Regions from separate parts of the Zea mays genome. Here region 2 is linked to region 1. The links are chromatin contacts, called in public Hi-C maps. All regions are on one chromosome and are shown on one strand. Each heading gives the region's core, a stretch centred on a gene start, on an enhancer-like site or on the middle of the called end of the contact. The rest is flanking DNA. Distances are from core to core; before and after follow the strand shown. Region 1 holds the start of LOC100501933 (tetratricopeptide repeat (TPR)-containing protein). Region 2 holds the start of LOC100272546.

Evidence for each region. Hi-C and Micro-C count contacts between places; a contact is called where the count stands out from the background.
Region 2: a Hi-C map of ear shows a contact between it and region 1, with 6 times the contacts expected there. The contact joins the promoter of LOC100272546 here to the promoter of LOC100501933 in region 1. A contact is called at or near these places in 2 of 25 Hi-C or Micro-C datasets (ear and tassel).

Annotation. Positions count from the first base shown.
Region 1 is chr3:170,139,601-170,145,014 of Zm-B73-REFERENCE-NAM-5.0, reverse strand. LOC100501933 (tetratricopeptide repeat (TPR)-containing protein) reads right to left here and starts at 2,028. Exons shown (of 12, transcript NM_001196571.1): 1 at 1,763-2,028; 2 at 656-729; 3 at 510-574; 4 at 233-325; 5 at 58-159. The coding sequence starts at 1,929. LOC100281281 (BCL-2 binding anthanogene-1) reads left to right here and starts at 4,174. Exons shown (of 2, transcript NM_001159457.2): 1 at 4,174-4,504; 2 at 4,668-5,172. The coding sequence starts at 4,240. The coding sequence ends at 4,897.
Region 2 is chr3:171,052,025-171,057,438 of Zm-B73-REFERENCE-NAM-5.0, reverse strand. LOC100272546 reads left to right here and starts at 2,732. Exons shown (of 7, transcript NM_001147014.1): 1 at 2,732-2,988; 2 at 3,279-3,416; 3 at 3,521-3,580; 4 at 3,682-3,924; 5 at 4,025-4,210; 6 at 4,320-4,568; 7 at 4,674-5,070. The coding sequence starts at 3,312. The coding sequence ends at 4,907. LOC100384162 (putative recA DNA recombination family protein) reads right to left here and starts at 2,084. Exons shown (of 8, transcript NM_001176740.1): 1 at 1,952-2,084. The coding sequence starts at 2,026. It overlaps TRNAI-AAU (transfer RNA isoleucine (anticodon AAU)), which reads left to right and starts at 5,357; the gene lies at 5,357-5,414.

The DNA.
Region 1 (5,414 bases), core at 779-3,278:
CCTGAAAGAAAATAAAACTAGAAACAAGGTAACTTTTTGATGATCAAGCTGATGAACCTGTGCGTGGTGTATCCTCACTGATGAGAGTAAATCAGGTCTCCGCACTTCTTCTTCATCTTGTAGCAGTATTTCAGTTGACTTTTCATATGATGCTATTGCCTGAAATTTAAATGCAGCTACTTGAGTTTTACGCAAACGCTAAGCAACATCAACTTTTCAAGAGAAGATTTACCTTCTGTGCCTGACCAAGTCTTTGATACATCAAACCCAACATAAAATGTGCATGAGCATTCTTAGGCATTTTTCGGGCCACATGAACCAAAGCCTGCAAGAAGTAAGGTTAGGCCCTCAATCATTTTTGTTAACCGTACCAGTACCACAAATTAAGAAGGTAAAACAACATCAGGGTTCATACGGCATTAAATGTATTATAATACAGTGTCACACTGCCACTTATCTATTGCATGAAAGATTAATTATTTCAAATGGCATCAAAACCAAGAACTCACAGCTTTCAGGTTGCTAACTTTTTCCTCACGTGGAGCAGAAGCCCCTTGACAATGTTGATCAACATCTGTTCATGAAGAATTGTAAGTAGTCAATTCACGACAGAAAAGTTTCCTGCCATTGCATTGCACATCGATTATCATGCTACCTTCACATTCAACAGTGTCGGTATCCTTTGTAGTGATCACAGTTTTTGTCAAACCACCCTCTTCATTGCCACTCCTGCAAGTACATTTTTTATCAAACCACCCACCAATTTCATCGTCTTTCAATGGCCAGAGTTCCAGGATACGGTTGTGGCGGCATCGTGACAATTGAAGCGAGTGGACAAGGATATTTTTACCCGAGCATATGGGTGGTGATCTAGTCTTTGAATTGAATGTCAGAGCAAGTATAATAAAAGGCTGCAAAGGGGCTAAATGGTGAGGTAGAGGAGGGAAGAGAGAGAAGCAGGCTATAAAATTACAGCCGACTGTCCGGCTTAGATACAAGAACCAAGAAGCTTTGTGAGTAAGACAAGTGGGTCATATATTAATAGGGAGTAGCTAACTACTACACGGATGGGCTAAGAGGTAGGTTGTAAGGATCCTTATAGCCAACAGTCAGCTATATTAATAACCTTGTTCTCACCAGAGTATGCTCAGAATATTTTTAATCTAAACTGTGTGCATATCACTTAGGGCAGAGGCTGGGAGGTTGTTCCGAGGCCATGTATCATCTCGATATACTGATCTTGGGATGAAAATAAATCTTCATTTTCCAAAAAAAATAAACAATTTCATCATCTAAGGACTCAATAAAATTTGTGACCAGAGATAACCTATGACACAACAGTTAGCTTGTAAACTTGTAACGATTTGAGTATTGTTCCGGTAACCTTTTCTTAATCAAAATAGAGCACTACATGTTACCTCCTGTTCAAATAAATGACGGTTATGATTTATTAGACTACTATAAGCAAGGAGCAGCAATTATTATATGGACTATATGCACGGAATTTTCAGAACCATGTAGACAGCATATTTGTTGAATTCGTAACAATCCTCACAAAAAATTGAGTTGCTACATGAACTTCCCCCCTATGAAAAAAAGAATAACTCCATCAAGCCCTAGGGTTCCGGCTCCCACGGGCATGAGCCCATGGGTACTAACGCCCTGATTTCTAACAACCACAGTGCCGCACCCGACTGGCCAAGTGTACAAGTGGCGGGAAACCCCTCACGCTCAGATCGAAGAGTATTCTTGGTAAACTTACTTCGTGGACGAGTCAGCGGCGACCGCCGGAGCCGCAGCGGCGGCGGCGGCGGCGGCGGGGTTGGGTGCGGGGGTCGGTGGGCGGTCCTCGCCGTCGCTCTCCGCTGGTTCAAAGTTGAGGTCGGCGAGCATCACCGGCCTCGGCGGCGGCGGATGGGTCTCCGGCATCGTCTCCGTCCGGGCTCCGGTGGCGGGGGTTTCTGAGCTCCGGATGCGGGTTCAGGGGGCACTGGACTAGCCCTTGACTGGAGCAATTTTGCAAAAGCATGGACGGGGAGAGCAAAGGAACACGACAGCTCTGCGACTGCTTTCAGGCCCGGATCACATCACGCACACCAGCGGCTGCCTATTACGGTCCTCGTTTCAGCTGGGCCGTTTTGGATTAGGCCCATGAGTTTTTATACGTATGCGGGTTTTAGGTTGAAAAAAAAATTAAGGCCTGAACGATGGATATCTGCTTCACGAGATTGGAGCTCACTTTTTTTTTTCTTTGAAAGCGATGCGAAGCGTATCCGTGTTTGTAACTTGGGCCTGTGCAGTTTGTCAGTGGCATGCGGTGCTTTTGTTACAATGCAACTTGTGACTGAGCAGTAGGCCCAGTCGTGCTTTGGTTCTCTGTAATTGCTGCTAACTAGAAGTAGACAGTGGTATTAGGCAACGAATATGCACTCCCAGCTGGTGCATGCGTGTAATGGTATCTGCTCAGTATTCATCAACGCTACGCGGGAGAACATTTGATATTTCTTATCCCAGTACTCTGTTCTTTCAATCACCGGCTGAGGCATGACAGCTTACATTAGCCTAGCAACTAGCGTAGCGTCCATGGAGGCCAGGAAACGAACAGCAAGCCGAATGGAATACGCGCTCTTCAGGTTGTCCTTGGCGTTAACGTGAGCCCTTGGACAGCGAGACCTTACGCGCAGACGAGCCTGCGCTGCAGGTCGATGGATCGGAGGGACGCTGCAAAGTAGTCGTCGCCAACTGTGGCACCGCCCAACTACCCCAACCTACCCGGAGAGTCCAAAAGCAAGCGTCGCCTTCCGTGAAGCCCCGTCGGGCGTCGGCACCGAACCGAACCGTCGAAACCCCAAGCCGTCCAAGCGGGGCTCGCGCGCGCACGCGCGCACGCACGGACAAGGGAGGGACAAAGCAGGGCCAATCGACCTCGCTGCACCGCCAGCTGCCTCCCTGCTTTGTCTGCACCCCGCACCCGACCGAGCCGTGAGAATCTGATCTGAATCATCTGATCGATCGGGAGCCGGGACTTATGAAACCCCCCCCCCCCCCCCGGCGGCGCCTCCGCCCGTCGTCGACCGACGTGGCGGCTGCTCAGCTGCCGGAATCTGCTTATGAGTCAGCATTAGGCATTGCTTACTGTTCGCCTGTGCCAGGAGCGCCGAACGGCTCGCTTAAAAATACGGCACCGGAGGCCCAGCGCATGTGCTGCCCGACCTGCGCGGCGCGGCAATTAATCATCGTCGCCGGCGACTGTGAAGGTGGGCCCAGATCCAAATAGTATCTAGCCCTCGTACTATTAGCCAGATGCATTCCACGTTTCGTCTACGAGACACACGATGGCGCGCGGCTAGGGCCAGGGGCGCCTGACGTGGACGGTCTCCCCTTGATTACAGCATGCCCACATGCCGCTGTTCTACGCAGTACCTACGAACGCACGATCATTTCGGTCGTCCACAGCACTGGCGCCCCGGCCATGGTCCATGGAGATGGAGATGGATCATGCGATAAGCCCACGTTTGGAACAGATGGAACGTAGTAAGTGGGTAAATAAAAGCAGACAACATGCCATTATTTCAGGCCTACCAAACAGTAAATTAACAGGGCAATTTGGAACGAACAGTGCTCCAACTGCTGCTGCTGCTGCTAGACGAAAGATGGATGATGGCTGCAGCAGCAGTGCCCAACCGAACAGTGAGCCGTAAGCAGCCAACTGCCAGGGGGCGGGCGGGCGAGCGATTGGTTCCGCCGGCCCCGCCATTCATGCAGGCAAACCCGTGTTTTGCCACCTCCCCATGTGCTGCCGCTCCCAACCGCCGCGCTACCGTGTCTCTGTGTGCCACTGTGCCCGCGCGCAAAAAGTCTCAAAGAGAAAACCACCAGCCTCTAGGCGCTTTTCAGCGCTCTCGCCGCGTCAGCAACGGGTGCCGTCCGGCTCCGTAACAGACACGTCGCCCCTCTAATCCGCTTTTAAAGTTTAAACCAATGAGGAGGGGGAACAGGGTCTTGTTCTCGCGGGTGTTAAACAAACACAGGTTAATCGCCAATCATTTCCGCACGGTGGACGTCTCGCCCCTGTCGCGTCGCGACTCGCGACTACCTCCCTCCCGTTTTGTCCTCGTCGCCCGCTTCTTCTCCCCCCTCTTTAAAATCCCAGGCCCTGCTGCCAGTCCCGGCACACCGGCAGCGACCAGCCAGTGATCGACCGAGGCAGATACTGACTAGGAGCAGAGAGCAGCGGAGATGGTGAAGATTCCGAGCCCCAGGAGGCTGTTCAGGAGCCGGTCCAGGAGCACCACCATCATCGGCGGCGGCGGCGCGGACATCTGCGCCATGGTCGCCGAGCACGAGAGGATCGAGTGGGAGGTGCGGCCCGGCGGGATGCTGGTGCAGAAGCGGCGCTCGACGGAGGACGACGCGGCGGCGGCCGTGGAGTACATCCTGGTGAGAGTCTCCACCACCGGGTGGCAGTGGCACGACGTCTCCATCGACGCCACCGCAACCTTCGGTACGTCCGCCGTCGTCCTTCTGTACTGTACTGCATTGCGTTGCGTTGCGTGCTGCCTGCAATCTGCATGCTCTCCATTGTCCCTGCTGCTGCTCCCTCTGCGACCATATCCCTCTGTTCGCTAAGCTGCGTCTGATGATGATGATCCAACAACCCAATGCAGGCGACCTGAAGGTGATGCTGTCGCTGGCGACCGGGCTGTGGCCCAGGGAGCAGAGGCTGCTGTACAGGGGCAAGGAGAGGGACGACTGCGAGCACCTGCACATGGTGGGGGTCCAGGACAAGGACAAGGTGCTGCTCCTGGAGGACCCGGCCGTCAAGGAGAGGAAGCTCAGGTCAACCACCTTGGCGCAGCTCATGGGCGTGCCCTGTCACTCCTTCATCCAAGTGTAGAGAGAAACCCCCGGGGAATATTTCTTGCCATTTTTCTCCCGTCTCGTCGTCGTCGTTCTCCAATTTGCCTGCGTGAGCGAAGGGTTTCAGTCCAGTCTAACCGCGTTTGTTCAGAGCCTGCTGAGTTCCATCTCAGGGCTTGAATTCGGCCAATCGAATCAAGACAGTCGCAAACGATAGGATATAAAGATGATGGATACATGGCGTAAATTACTGTGAACGGGTACGTAATGTCATCCCAGTGCCAGTGTGCGTGAGCCAGTAGTTCTTTGGTTCCTTGCTCTGTATATATTCTCTCTTTTTTTTTCTTCCTGAGATCAGCAAAACAGTTCGGAATTCAATAGATGCTGCTGTAAATCCCTTGTCTTTTTTCCACGGAATGCAGCCCCCTTTTCTAGTACGTACGTACGTACCAGTATCCCCGCCGTTTTTTCTTTCTCTCCATCAGCTTGGCATGGAGTACTGATGGATCAAGAAACGATAGTGCGGTTGCTCGGATTTCAGTTCCGACGTACTA
Region 2 (5,414 bases), core at 1,483-3,982, 910 kb before region 1:
GGGAGTCCTAAGAGACTTATCTGGAAAGACTTAGATGGCATGGTAATCATGGTTAGAGATACACCTATTAGTGAGAAGTTTTTCATAGGAGATCTCAATGGGCATGTAGATACAACAAGTGTAAGTTTTGAGGCGGTTCATGAAGGTTTTGAGTATGGTAGTAGGAATCAGGAGGAAGAGGAATCTTGGACTTTGCGGTAGCTTTGACATGTTAATAGCCAACACTTTCTTTAGGAAGAGACCTCCATTTAGTGACCTATATTAGTGGCCAACACTAGTAAGATTGACTTTGTCCTCATGAGAAAAGAGGATAAACAACCATGCTTGGATTGTAAGCTGATACCTGGAACTGTATTTCAACATAAGCTTGTGGTGACGGTCTTTTATTTCTAGGTGCGGGCCCATAGAGATAAACAAGCCAAAATTGCGAGAACAAAGTAGTGGAAAGTGGAGGGGAGAAAGCAGAGGTCTTCAAGGAAAAGACCATCAAAGAGGGCATTTGGAAGGAAGAATACATAAACAACATGTGAAAGAAGATGGCAACCTACACATGGAAGGTGGCCTCAGAGGTGTGTGGGGCAACTAAAGGGAGTGAAGGCGAAACTGAAGATACTTGGTAGTAGAATGACAAAGTCCAAAGGCAGAGCAGAGCAGGGCAGTGGAGCAGAGCAGAGCAGGGCGGTGCGCCGAGTGAAGCAGAGCATGGTGAAGGGTAGGCGAAGTAGCTGATGGGGAAGGGGAGGCGAAGTAGCTGATGGGGAAGGGAAGGAGAGGCAGAGGAGGGGGTGAAGATGATGGCGACAATGATTTCTCCTTGGCTGGCAATGGCGACAATGATTTCTCCTTGGCTGGCAATGGCGGTTTGTTTGCCCACTTTTTAGTCTTAAATACTACTGCTTGTTTCACCCTGCCTAAACCTAGGCATTCGGCACGACAACCCCAGTCGATGTCTAGGGATCCTCGCCACAACGCCTTGCTCTCCAGGCACCCGCCGTGTTGGCTTCAGGCAAGGCGACACACCATGGCGAGTCCGGGCACCTGGACACCTAGTCAGCGCCTAGGCATCGCCTAGGGGACACCGTGTTAACCAAGCATGGATGACTTCTCGATTAGAATAGGACTAACCAAATATTTGATATGTCTTTCCATTTCTGCAGTAGGTTCTACCCCTGGACTACAGGACTAGGAACAATTGGTGAAGAAGAATAAAGATTTTGCTTCACAACGACGGTTTCCATAAGTTATCTATCTTTACATTATTTGCCATGTATTAGTTTTTAGCATACTTTTGTCACAACCCTACCATGATTTGGCCCAGGGCTTCACTTAATCCTGGTCGGCCACTGCGCGATAGCAATGAGAAAAGAGAAAGAAAAGTTGTTACGGAAAGAGGCAATAAAAGAAGACTTGAAAGGATGAAGTATAACTAAAAATATAGTCTTAAATAGGAGTCTATATTGAATTTTACCTCTAATTTATGGGTTTTATTGAAATTTAACAGCATACGCCAACTTATTTGGGAATAAAAAATTTGTTGTTGTCGTTGTTGTTCTTGTTTTCACACAATAGGAAAAGAAATCTACCACACAGTAAGATCAAATAACATTTCCAAATAGGAAAGTGATATTCGGGCGGCGCTCAATAAAGCAGGTAAAAGCAAGAGATAAACCTACAAATTAAGTTATGGGATAAAGTCATAAAACACGTTGACACGGAGCTACAAGGGTTCACCCGGTCACTAATTGAGATTGAAATCGAGAGGGATCAGCCCCACAGACCGTGATCATGCATACAAACGATCAAACTCCCGCGACCAAACTAGGACTCACTCTCAATCAGCATAGTAGAAAACTCAACTAAACGCATCGAGCATTCGACCGAGAATCGCCAGTCGCCAACCCAGCCCAGCCATAAGAAAGCTTAAATACAGAAGAGAAAGCGAGGGTTGGACCTCAGGGTGAAAAGAAGAGGCGGCGGCGGCGGCAATGACGCGCCGCAGCGACGCGCGCCTGAGGAGGGTCGTCATGGAGCCGGCTTCGCCTCCAACCGCTGCAAGTCGCGCGGATGAGGGCGGAGGCGAGAGGTGAGGGGCTAGGGTTTAGGGGTTTTGCGGGACTCAGGGTTTTTTTTTTTTTTTTTTGGCTGCGCTCCGCCGCCTCTCCGGGCTCCTCCAACTCCAACTCCGGGTGTCGGGATTCGGGAGAGCGCCCGCGGGCCGGCGCTTGCTGTGTACACTCCGATTGACCGACCGTAGACCCGAAAATACCTGATGAGCAGAGTCTGTTTGTGAGGGTCTCGGAATAACTGATGAGTCATGACCACAGTCTGTGGATGTGGTCCACGAATGGTTTTGTTGACTGCAAGTGGGTCCTCGTATACGAGATCCAATTTTTTGTTTTGACGGTTCTTTTATCGCCAGTGGGCTGGCGCAGAAGCCTCTCATGGCCCATCATCAGTTAACTGAATCGGCGTGGCGTGGCCCATCTGCCATCTTCGTCTATCCCTTTCATTTCATCTCAGTTTTGCAGTTTCTACTGCTGTCTTCGCTCCGAAATCCAACCGAAATCTCAGAGGTCAGAGGAAAGTAGGAAACCTCGTTCGGGAACCTGCTTTGAGTGAGACTCCAATCCTTGGGCGCCATTGCCGCCTGTTTTTTGTGCTCGGAAAGGTGCGTTTATTTCCCTGTCCGGGGCGCTTTCCCTTCTCTTCCCGTTGCTTATCCACGTGGGGTTGCCGTGAATCCACCGTCTTCTCCGCCTACAATCTCTCAGCAAAACCACCAAAGCCAGCTGCTCATTTGGGGGAAGACCTTCTTTGAGTGAGGTCCAACCCTTGGGGGCCATTTCAACCTTCGTCCTCCGCAATAAAAGTTGGGCAATCCTATGTCAGTCACTTCTCTTCTAGCCCAACCCATTCCATCGCTGTTTGCTCCTTCTCCCGCGCCTTCGAGAGCTCGCCGAAACCGAACCTCCCGGCGGCGTTTCTTAGGTAACTCCGGCATTAGTCTTTGTGCTTGTGGTCAGGGAAAGACAGCACACATGGATCAGTTGAACATGTGGTGTAGAAAAACTGGTGGTCGAAAATGTGAAATGATCCGTCTACTTCATGCATCTGTTTTCTACATTTTTCTTCTTATTTTTTCGGATTACTGTTACACACTTCCATATGAACAACTGGGCATTTTCTTAAGTGATGCTCGTTCATAGCGACCTTGTATTGAACGCAATGCTAGTAATGAGCTGTATGGAACTTAGCTAACACAAACTCATATGTTGCAGGCGCTGTCTGATTCCTGTATATTTATTTTGGCAATGCTTTCAGCTGCAACAAAACTAACCATGGATGGCACTAGCTTTGACCTGACAGAGCACGAAGGTTCAAATTTGTCTCCTTTTCTACTCAAACTTTTTAATGAGGTTTGTAACTTTTACATGTCTTAGACACATCATTTCTGCATTACAATTATGATTTGTATCGAAAGAAATGCTAGTTGAAGTATAAACATGAACGGTCATTGCAGTGGGATGATCGCAAGACAAGGGGCTTGTTTCACCATGACATCAGTTCCTGTGAAACAAAGGTTTTTTTTTTCAAGATCTGATTCTCTCCTGTTAACTGGCCATGGCCAGGTGTCTTTTGTTGATTTCATTTCTCGCTTAATTTTGCATGATCATGCCATAGGTGCTACCTGGAGTACATAATTTTGTGGCAACATTAATTGAAGGACGTGACCAAAAGAAGCGGCCAACTGAGTTCACAATGAACCAAGTTCTCCAGCCATTTGTTAGTGAGAAGTTCAATTTCACAAAAGTCAGCCCGTTGGAGGTGATCTTTAGATTCAATGACACTGAGAAAGATTCTGCACAATATTTTGATGGTGTTCCTGATACTGTTTCAGCTTCTTCTAGTGCCATCTTGATTAATGTCAGTGCCCCCTCCCCCCCAAAAAAAAAAATACTTAACACTGTACTGATAGATATACGGCATGATTTGATTAACATTTTTGTCATCTTCCGTGTCATAGGTGAGCCCAATTGGCTACTGCCATGTGCTATTGACTCCCAAGATCCAGGACTGTTTGCCGCAAAGGATTGATCAAGAGAGCTTCTTAATAGCCATGTATGTTGCAAGAGAAGCAAGGACTCCCTTCTTCAGAGTTGGTTATAACAGCCTGGGCGGCTTTGCAACTATCAACCACCTTCACTTCCAGGTTAGTATTTAGAATGTCTCGATGTCATATACTTCTGGTTGCAGCATGGCAATTGACAACTGTCTGTATATTGCAATCCTCAAAGTAAGTCATATATTTCGTTCACTAGGCATACTACCTGAAAGTACAGTATCCAGTTGAAAAGGCAATCACGGAGAAGCTCAAGACCCTAGGGAATAGCGTGAGCATTTTTCACCTGGTGGATTACCCAGTCAATGGCTTTGTGTTCGAAGGTGGTGCGAGCCTGGAAGATTTGTCAGATGTGGTCTCCAAAGTCTGCATCTTCCTGCAAGAGAACAACAGACCTTTCAATGTCCTCATCTCTGAATCTGGCAAGAGAATTTTCCTTCTACCACAGGTATTCCCATGCGACCTCAGTTGTGTATAAGCTCTGAAACAAATGTTCACAACACGTCCTTCAGTAATGTGTTGATGTTTATCTCCACCAAAATCGATTGGCCAGTGCTATGCGGAGAAGCAGCTCCTCGGAAAGGCGAGCCAAGAGTTCCTGGACATGAGAATCAATCCAGCAATCTGGGAGCTCAGTGGCCATCTGGTACTGAAGCGGAGGAAGGACTACGAGGAGGCCTCTGAAGCAAACATATGCAGGTTTTTGGTTGAAGCAGCTCTTTCTGAAACAGAATTTCAGGAGCTGAACCTATGCGTGCTCGACTTCCTGACCAGCTCTCTTGGTTGAAACTCGGATGTAGGTTCCTATAGATAGTAACAGTTCTGAGGTTCCAGTTAAAACAGTTGTGCTGGTACTGTTACTTTATGATGGTATATCATGTAGTAGTATTTCTGATTTGACTCGTCACCTCTGCGATGAAATAATATGTCTTCTCCGGCTTCAATTTCGTAAAGAGCCCACATAATCCTGCTGCTGACCTGCTGTACTGCGAAGGCTTTCTTCAATTTCGTAACGCAGGAACTATACTGCCGTGCAATTACAGCCGTAGAATTTCTGAGATTTGAACTTACTCATACCTCAGATGCAGGTAGTGGTTGTAGCATTATTTGGCATTTGCCTCGCATAGTTGATCAGTGCTACGTGAAGAAGCAACTCACCGGGCAGAGTCGCTCGATAGCCATGTGCATTGGTCACGTATTAGTATTTAATTTGTTTATAGAAACAGATTATCAAATGGCCTATTAGCTCAGTTGGTTAGAGCGTCGTGCTAATAACGCGAAGGTCGCAGGTTCG